3 separate regions of the Zea mays genome follow, and regions 2 and 3 are each linked to region 1. The links are chromatin contacts, called in public Hi-C maps. All regions are on one chromosome and are shown on one strand. The core of a region is the stretch at or near the end of the contact, and the rest is flanking DNA. Distances in the headings are between cores, read along the strand shown. Region 1 holds the start of LOC100282314. Region 2 holds the start of LOC100191596 (tetracycline transporter protein). Region 3 holds the start of LOC100285097.

The links. A called contact is a pair of places that touch in the nucleus more often than the background predicts.
Region 2: a contact with region 1 is called in a Hi-C map of ear, with 1.9 times the contacts expected there. The contact joins the promoter of LOC100191596 here to the promoter of LOC100282314 in region 1. A contact is called at or near these places in 2 of 25 Hi-C or Micro-C datasets (ear and tassel).
Region 3: a contact with region 1 is called in a Hi-C map of endosperm, with 2.0 times the contacts expected there. The contact joins the promoter of LOC100285097 here to the promoter of LOC100282314 in region 1. A contact is called at or near these places in 3 of 25 Hi-C or Micro-C datasets (ear, endosperm and leaf).

What each region holds. Positions count from the first base shown.
Region 1 is chr1:87,201,386-87,204,440 of Zm-B73-REFERENCE-NAM-5.0, reverse strand. It overlaps LOC100282314, which reads right to left and starts at 1,440. Exons shown (of 5, transcript NM_001155226.1): 1 at 910-1,440; 2 at 227-549. The coding sequence starts at 1,239.
Region 2 is chr1:86,777,791-86,780,845 of Zm-B73-REFERENCE-NAM-5.0, reverse strand. LOC100191596 (tetracycline transporter protein) reads left to right here and starts at 1,568. Exons shown (of 14, transcript NM_001137026.1): 1 at 1,568-1,786. The coding sequence starts at 1,595.
Region 3 is chr1:86,934,346-86,937,400 of Zm-B73-REFERENCE-NAM-5.0, reverse strand. It overlaps LOC100285097, which reads left to right and starts at 1,526. Exons shown (of 4, transcript NM_001367202.1): 1 at 1,526-1,784; 2 at 1,906-2,084; 3 at 2,499-2,582. The coding sequence starts at 1,646.

The DNA of each region.
Region 1 (3,055 bases), core at 191-2,690:
ATGAAAAACTTATGGCGAGAAGAAACTCCGTTCACTCAGATCATTGTCAGTGCTGTGCACACCACAGTAACCCAGGAGCTCCACACACAAACTACATCCATCACTACCAACAAAAGCAATACAATGTTGCACAATAACTATAATAATTATAAAAGCATGTTAAATCAATTCAATTGTTGTGCATGGGTGTACCATAGACAGGAAACATACAACAGAAAATCCTTACCCGCTATGTGTCTCGATAGCCTCCACCTGACGGAGTATAATCCAGAGCCAGAATGTGATCATGTGGCCTGGAACAATGGCTGGCCCGACGAAGGAGGGGATGCCGAGTATCAGCACCTCAGCCCAGTGTGCATATGGAGCTGCGAATCCTATTGGCGCAGTGAACTCATGGTGAACACGGTGGATATTCTGGTACCCCCACTCCCCGTGGAGAAACCTGTGGATCCAGTAATTGAGGTAGTCCTCAACAAGGAAGTACACCAGTAGCTGTGCTGCCAACTCCGCAAGGGACGGCAAAGGCAACTTCGTGTGAATTCCCACAAACTGATTTGATCAAAGAAAACGAAATATATGAGATTACAATTTTAGCATGGAAGATTTTTTTCTGCTTTACAATAATAGGCAAACTCAGAGGAATCTTCTAGATAGGACGCATCTAAGAAGGGTTATTGGAGCAGAACCCAGATCAGGAAGTCCTCGAAGGAGAGGAAAACATGCAGGGAAATGTAATTAAAACCTTTTCCTGTATCTACGAAGAGATCGATCAAGGGGGCACAAGAACAGTATGGAAACGCGATATCTTGTACTGAATCCGCCCCCGAGAGGCCGTGATCTCATGAACCAATCAGGTACATTGCGCTGAATCACCGAACGAGCGCAGAAGGATGATGGAAGGGAACCGACCTTGACCGCCGGGTAGGAGACGAGCTGGAGCGGGCCGATGACGAGGAAGAAGATGCGGAGGACGTCCTTGTAGCACCGGACGAACTCGGCCCTGGAGAGCCGCACCCGCGGCTGCAGTTTGTACGGCGAGACCGCGGCCGGGGCCCGGAGCTCGAGGAGCGCGATGGGAAGCGGGGCCACCGTGAAGACGACGAAGAGGAAGAGGATGTTGCAGCAGTAGAGGTGGTAGTCGGACACCCCCGCGGTGTACCGGAACCACAGCGCCTCGGCGGGCGTCATGGGCCGGCCAAGCGCCGCCTCCGCCTCCGCCGCCGTCGCGTAGGGCAGCATCTCCGGCGATCCGAGGGGCCCAGCCGTTCCACGCTGCCCCGGAGACCGATCCGCAACTCCCAAGAAATCAGGGGGCGGTGAATGGGCAGCGCGCTGCTCCCGCCTTTCGCCGGCGCCTGTTCTCTTGGAGTGGAGGAGACGAGAGACCAGGGAGAGTGAGCGGGCCGGCGGAGAGAACGAGCTCCCCAGTCCCCACAGTTTATGCCTGCCAGCTTCAGTCTCTGGCGTGTGGACCCGTCCGCGGTGCGTGCGGCCTTGGCGTGGTGTGACACGAACCGTTGGATGGATCTGGCGTCTCAGTCTCACACGTGGGGCGCGCGTGGGCATGGGGCGTGGCTGGGTGGGTCCATGCGAATGCGAGTCATGTGACAATGCTGTGGGCTATGGAACGTTTGTTCTGGCCCTTCGGGGCGTGTGTCTGTCCCTCTGTCCTGTGAGGTGAAACTTGAGATACGTGTCCAGTCCAGAGGTTAAAGTCGATGCACTGTCGAAAATGATGAGAAAACATCTACATTATTTTTGTTTTCGTATTTTATGAACAGAACAAAACGAAAATCAGCGGTCGAACTATGAGACCGGGTTTGTCGGCTATTCCAAAACGATACTCTCAAAAAGATAAAATGACAAATATTTTATAGTTTTCATAAATACATAATAAAGTGGTATATTGTCTAATTTTTAAGGTATTAAAACAAAAATAATTTTCTTCATATTCATATTATCCAGAGTAACTAATAATTTTTTTCCTTCTTCATTCACTTGAACATAACAGTCCAGCTTACATAGTTTATATGTCAGATATATCTCCCAAGTCGAAAATGAAAATTTTGAAAACGATCGTTTTCATTTTATTTCTAATCGTTTATCAAATAATTCGAAAATGAACGAAAAAATATATATACGGAACATGACGATACGAGATTTTTTCCGTCATCATTTCATCACGTTTAGTGTTCTATCGATGATTCTCATCTCGTCTCACACAACCGAGTAATAGCGGTTGGAATACGTTTGGACTGGATCATAGGTTCCATCATCTCTAATAGATCCTAATAATTCTATTTCTAACCCTTGATTTAGGGAAAAGTAAAAAAATATCCAACATATTTCTATCAATGTTCCCTTTTCTTCCTCAAGAGAAAAATGGCTCCTCCCTTGCGCAAATTTTCGACGTGTTAGCATCGATCTAGCGCCAATCACTAACGAGATGTACCGGCGGCGGTGCTCTCTTCTACAGCGCGGACGGTCCGTGACCCTACGGCAGGAGCGGGTCTTCCCTGTGTTAAACCAGACGATCCGCGCGTGGTGCTTAGACAGTCCGTATATGCGCAAGGGCGGCGGCGATGCCAAAAGCACTTGGATCTCGCCTCTAGGAGGAACCCCGTCAGGGAGGAGAGATCCTAAGATTGTCTTGGGGTCGTCAGTCCATCCAAGATGCCTTTAGACGATGTAGAGTCGAAGAGAGGTGGAGATGGAGATGAAAGAAGGCTACGTTACTGCTACTCCTAGGTCAAGAAAGTGAAGGAATGAAATATAGATTGATTGGTTCGATTGTTGGTGCCCGTAATCGGCCCTGTCCCTTCATATATATAGGGGAGGTCTCAACCCGTTCCTAGGTGTTCCCCAATAGAATCCGCAAGTTTAGATAGATAAACACACACAGAAAAAGGTGTTAAACCGCATGGTCTGATCTACTCGAGGACCGTTGTCACACCCAGTTTTGGAAGACAAACCGAATGCGAATTATGTACGTGTCAGGATCAGAAACTCATGTACACGACGATTATATAATTGGACATCACCACACATTGTTCAA
Region 2 (3,055 bases), core at 319-2,818, 420 kb after region 1:
CGGCCGTCAGCTCTGGGACGGCCGCTGACGGCCCTTTGCCGAGAGCCCCGTTTGCCGAGTGTGTGACACTCGGCAAACTTGTCTTTGCCGAGTGCCTACCTGTGCCGAGTGTTCAGCACTCGGTAAAGGGGCTCTTTGCCGAGAGCCTAACTTTACCGAGTGCCCGACAAAAGGCACTCGGCAAAGAATACAACACTCGGCAAAGCCTCGGATTCCGGTAGTGATTTTAAGTCATTCCAAGATTTTTGGAGAGTCAAAGTTTTTTCAAGTTTGACCAAATTTATACAATGAAGTAATAACATTTACGATATCAAATGTATACAATTAGATTCTGCATTAAGTATATTTTCATACTATATCTATTTCGTGTCATAAATCCTTATGATTCTCGCTATATTTTTTGTCAAACTTTAATTTTTTTTTACTCTCTGAGAATTTTGAAATAACTTATATTTTTGGACGGAGGGAGTAATAAAAAAACAACACCGGTTCTCTATCATACACTGAGACGATGCTTCTGGGTAATATATATACAAGCATGCATACCGTCCTCGTGGACGCGTATATACGTATCATGTTCCAAAGGAACCAAAAGCAGGCTAGTACGTACGACCGCTGATGGTCTCTCCACCGAATATATATCAACCCGACAAGTTAAATATGAAAAAGGAACACGAAGAAGGTGATCGAAAGGCATGCACCACCACCAGCAGCGCCATTTTTTTTCTTTCGTTCTTTTCTCTGAATTCTTATATTACGTGCATCGCCTTGCATATATATTGCTTTCTACCCTGTCTTTTCTTTTCCTTTTTCCCTCTCGCTACTGATCCTTTTTTCTAATCTCCTCGTCGACGGGCTAACCTTGAAGAAAAAACGCTACCCCACAGATCCGATCCGCGATATCATATATATATATATATATATATATATATATATATATATATATATATATATATATATATATATATATGTGTGTGTGTGTGTGTGTGTCCACGGCATGCAGCACCTTTAGATCACCTTGCTTTAATTTTCTTCTCGGCTAAGCACATCGACCGAGACAGCCGGTCGACGATGGAACTATCTCCTCTCCGAGACATCTGAGACGTACGTACGTACGCTTATATAGCAGCTAAAGCCTGTAAGCTACTGTAGTCGCCGAAAATAATTCTGGCCGTCGAAAATTCTCTGCAGTCATCACACAGCTCGCTTTCCACTAGTTGAGGATTTTTCTGTAGAATTGTCTACTCTTCTAATTAACTTTTTTTCCTGAAATCCTTACCAAGACCATACATACATACATGTAGGGCTTGTTCGGTTAGCTCTCAATCCATGTGGATTGAGTGGGATTGGATGGGTTTGAATCCCAAACAAGTCAAACTTCTTCTCAATTTTTTCCAATCCCATCCAATCCATGTGTATTGGGAATAACCGAACAAGCCCGTAGGTGGGAGTGGGAGCCCAGACCCCAGACACATGGAGCAATATCACCTGCAGAAGGGGCGAATGGATGGACCCAGCCGGGCTTATATTAGTATCTGCAGGAGGAGGGCAAGAGGGTAGTAGAAGAGAGAATAGCACAGGCTCAGAGCAGCATATGAAAAATAAAAAGAGAGAGAGAGAGGATCGAGTGATGGAGGGTCTGGGGCACCTGCTGCTGTTCGCCTTCCTCTTCTGGTTCTCCACCTTCATGGTCGCACCGGTGATGACCGACGTCACCATGGCGGCGCTCTGCCCCGGCCGCGACGAGTGCTCCCTCGCCATCTACCTCACCGGGCTCCAGCAGGCGGTAACATATATAAGCTCCCTCTAGCTAGCTAGCTCTCTCTTCATCCTTCTCCTCCCTGCAGCTAGCTGCTTCCCCAAATTCACACTGCGTCGTCTGCATGCTTGCTCACTGCTGCGTCGCCGTGCCCGTGCATGCATGCGGCTATTTTGGTTTGGTTTCCTTCCTCATCAATGGCTTTAATAACTAGTGCACTAGTTCAACCTCGGACGACTTCCTCTACCTAATAAGATAGCAATCGATCGATGAATAGCTGCTGCCTGTCTTTTTCTTTCTCTCTTTCCTTTGCGTATACTTCCTAGTTCCTCCTTCCCTCCATCCCTCCGCGAAGAGAGAAAGTATATATGCATACTCTTGTAAAATATCACCACTGTACTCCAAAAAAAAAAGGCAAAAAAAATTGAGGTTCATTTATTTTAGAACAGATTATTAATAGCACGTAGGGCCGGTACCGGGGCTGGTGCTAGCTTGTTCGTCTTCGTTCTACTGAGCTGAGATTTTTTTTTAAAAAAAGGCATTAAATTAAATTCGGCCCATGAGCATGGAGATTTTAGGAAGTGCGCATGCAGTGGCATGGACACCACCTGTCCCACGCACAGACCAGCTCGTGGGTGGGGTGGCTGCTGCCGAGTACTAGTATACGCTCAGTACGTACGGTTAGTGTCCTGGATTACAATCGTCAATTGGCAGGGAGTGCGTGAGAGAGCGTCGTCTCAGCTGACTCCGATGCGTGCGGTGCGTTCTCCCCGGGACCTCGGTGAGCTTTCATCAGTGTCGCCGTCGCGCGTCGTCGCGATATGGACATATTGGTGATGGCGCTGTAACCGCCGTGCCCCTCGATAGAGCCCTGCGGAGTGGCCGCGCGCGCGCGCGGTCGTGGTAACGTACGTCACGCGGCCGCCCGAACCCCGGCCACAAACGTCGCACCGACCACCGTATACCCTCTTTTTTCCTTTGCCATTTGTTTGTTCCCTGGCCGGCGGCCTGATTGATGTCAAAACTCTCCAAAGCAAAAGGGGGCACCCGTACACGTCCCGAAGCTGGTAAGAAATGGCGGTAAAGAAAAAGTCGTAGTCAATAAAGAGAAAGCGTGGAAGGAAGGAGAGATTATATAAAAGAAATTAAAAGAACAGTGCGGCGGTGGTAAAAAAAAAGGTAGCAGTAGCTCCAGTGGATGTCAAATCTGCCGGAAAGGCGAGACCGCGCATGCCATCGTCCCGCCACCGCGCACCAGTAACCCGCGGCTGTCCAGTCGCTCTCGGTCTATCGGAC
Region 3 (3,055 bases), core at 277-2,776, 270 kb after region 1:
ATGTATCTATATCCTCCTCCATACCCATATGGATATCCATATGGCGATCCTTTATATAAATCGTATGGTGCTCCCCCTCCATATGATACTCCACATGGTGCTCCTCCATTCCCTCCCCTATTTGGTGCTCCTCCTCCATATGGTGTTTGTCCTTTACTTTGTCCTCCTGTTGCCATGATATTGTCTCCAAACAACGACATTGATGTTGCTTTGAACTAGTCTATTTGCTTCGATGCTCCACAATTTTAGCGGTGAAGTAACTAGACGAAGATGGAGGACGAAAGGCTGATAAGTACACATATATTTTTTTTAAAGTCCACACGTTTTAGGCCCTTAGTTTTCACTCAGTGGACCTAGTTAATGGAAATAGTAAAGAAGAGATCAACAATCTAGAGGCAAATAGCCAACACATACAACTCCACAAAAACTCATCGCCACTGTAACCCTATGCAGCTGAAGGATCGATGATCAATGAGCAACTAGAAGATCACCCTAATAGCATTTACAACCGCTTATATATGGCCCAACTGGGTGAAGAAGAAGGTGCTACGGTTCTTGAACCAAGGAAAGTTTCCGTAACAAGACTAGAGAAACAAAGTTCAAGCTAGAGCACATGTGGCACACTCTTTGCTATCAGTCCAAACGGTGCGTGAAGCATAGTAACGATGGCTCCCGTGCTGGGAGGAAAAGATTTCATCTCAACCTGGATGACAATTATAGCTCGTCGTTACATGAAAGTGTGGATACACCCTGCCCTATAAGCCATGAGAGAGCAAGGGCTCAATGGAAGAGGAATGGAGTCAACAATAAGTAGCAACAAGTTTTTATCTAAACAAAAAGAAATATTAAAGAAACTCTATAAGGCCAGTGAGGGATTGTTTAAACTAAATTATTTGAGCAATTTAACAAATTGATGGATCGTTCGACCACTTGCAAAAAATATTAAATTATTTTAATAAAAATGACGTGCCGCATATATTAATTAGAAGTTTGTAAAAAAAATTGATGTGATGTTAAGGTAACTGTAGAGTGAGGCTAAAGAATATGTACTAGAGTGTTATATAAATAAAGGTGGACAAGAATTGATAACAAAACCGATAGTAAGTAACGATACGACCTCTTGAGTCTTGAATCCGCCTAACATCCGCAATGTAAGATAATGTTTTGAAACCGAAACTCTCGGGTGAGTTTCATTATCTGTCTGGTGGCAAAACATACGAAATAGAGGTCGGCTCCAAACGTTTTTTTGTGATGTATAATGGTGGCAGTGGTACACGCTACACGGCAGGAGGGGGCACGGCCGCACACGGGCCGGCGCGCTCGCCAAAAAAAAAATCTCGGGGGCGGCAGAGCATGGAGCCGGGCAAAAAGCGGAAGCGGCTAGGGGACAGGACATGGCAGAGGAACAAAACCAGCGGCTGCTCCACACCACCCGCGCCAGACCAGACCACAGTTTTATACTCCCCGCCACTATTTATACAACACGCGGTCGCCTCCGGGGACGCTCATCATCACTGCCATCTCTCTCTGACTCTGTGTCCGTCTCTAAACTCTAGTCTGTGCGAATCTGCTGCCAGCAGCGAGGAACAGAACAGTAGCCAATTTGCCATCTCACAGTTGCGTTCCTCCGATTCCCCGTCCCCCGATGGACCTGTCTCCCAGCTCGTCGGCGCCATCCGCGCCGCCGGTGCCGTGCGAGTGGTCCGGCGCCGGGCTCGGCTCCGCGGCGTGCGGCCTCGCCTGCAGGGTGCTCTGCGCCGTCGCCACCTGCGTCTTCGCGGCCGGTGCGTACGCTGGCGAGTAGAAACCCGCGCCGCGCGAGCCGCTGGCGGGTACGGTACTTACTTTCCACCTGCTGGTGTCTGATGATGCTTGCCCTGCGCTATGGTTTTTTTTTCCCCGCAGTGGGGTCGCTGGTCGGGGCGGTGACGGGGTCCATGGTGGGGCTGGCGACCGAGAGCGGGATGCTGCGCGGCGCCGGCATCGGGGCCATCTCCGGCGCCGTCTTCTCCATCGAGGTCGCCGAGTCGTCCCGCGACCTCTGGCACTCGGGCGACTCCGGCGTCTGGACCCTCCTCTACATGGTACGCTACGCACATTGATCTGCGTCCATTCCATCGTACTCTGCCAAACTGGTCACTGGCACTTCGGGTCGTGTAGTTTGGTTGCAAATCGCAGAGAGTACTTGCCCGCCCGAGCACACCACACTCGTTTCCGCGGCCTGATGGGGGGCTTCAGCTTGATGTTGACCAAGACGATTAGGTTAGGTGTGCCCCATGGATTCCGTGGGGGATGGCCTCATTCCGTTCGTAAAAGATAAAATGATTTTCCCCCATTTATTATCTTGGCGCGCTATCCAAATGGATGTGAAAATATCGTGTTCTTCACCTGCATCTGTGTTGAATGTGCTGAGGTAGGAGTAGCTCCGGTTTTGCTCGGTGCCTGTCTCTGACGTCTGACCCCAAGTGTTTTTTTGCGCTCTGCTTCTGTGCACGCAGGTGGACATCATCTCCAGTCTCTTGAGCGGCAGGCTGGTCCGGGAGAAGGTGGGGCCGGCTGTTCAGAGCGCCGTGCAGAGCCAGGTAGCCACCCCCCACCCAACCTCACTCATCTGATGAAATAAACTGAGCGTGATCTGATCAGACTTTTTTTTTATATCTCTGACGCTCTGATCCTCCTTCTGGTGCCGATTGCTTATGCTTAATGCACTGCAAAATCCTAAATTTGGTCTCGGTTGGTCCATTGGCTGGCTCTATCGATCAACAACAAGTTTAGGTAGCAGCAGCATACTAAACAAACAAAGGATATACATATGGAGATGCTTGTGCGCATAATCTGACTGAGTGGTGGTTAGTCCATGTCCTCCATGCATTGCCCTGCCCTGAAGCCAACGCGTCGATTTCTTCCTAGATGGAGTAACACCAGCAATTCAAAGGCGCGCGCGCCCTCTTTTTAGACCTTTAATACCCTTGTTAGTTATAGAAGGGAGCAAGAATTGTTACCTTAAAAAATGGGGCTGTGCTGGTGCCTGCCTTCTAGATCACTTTCAGAGAGG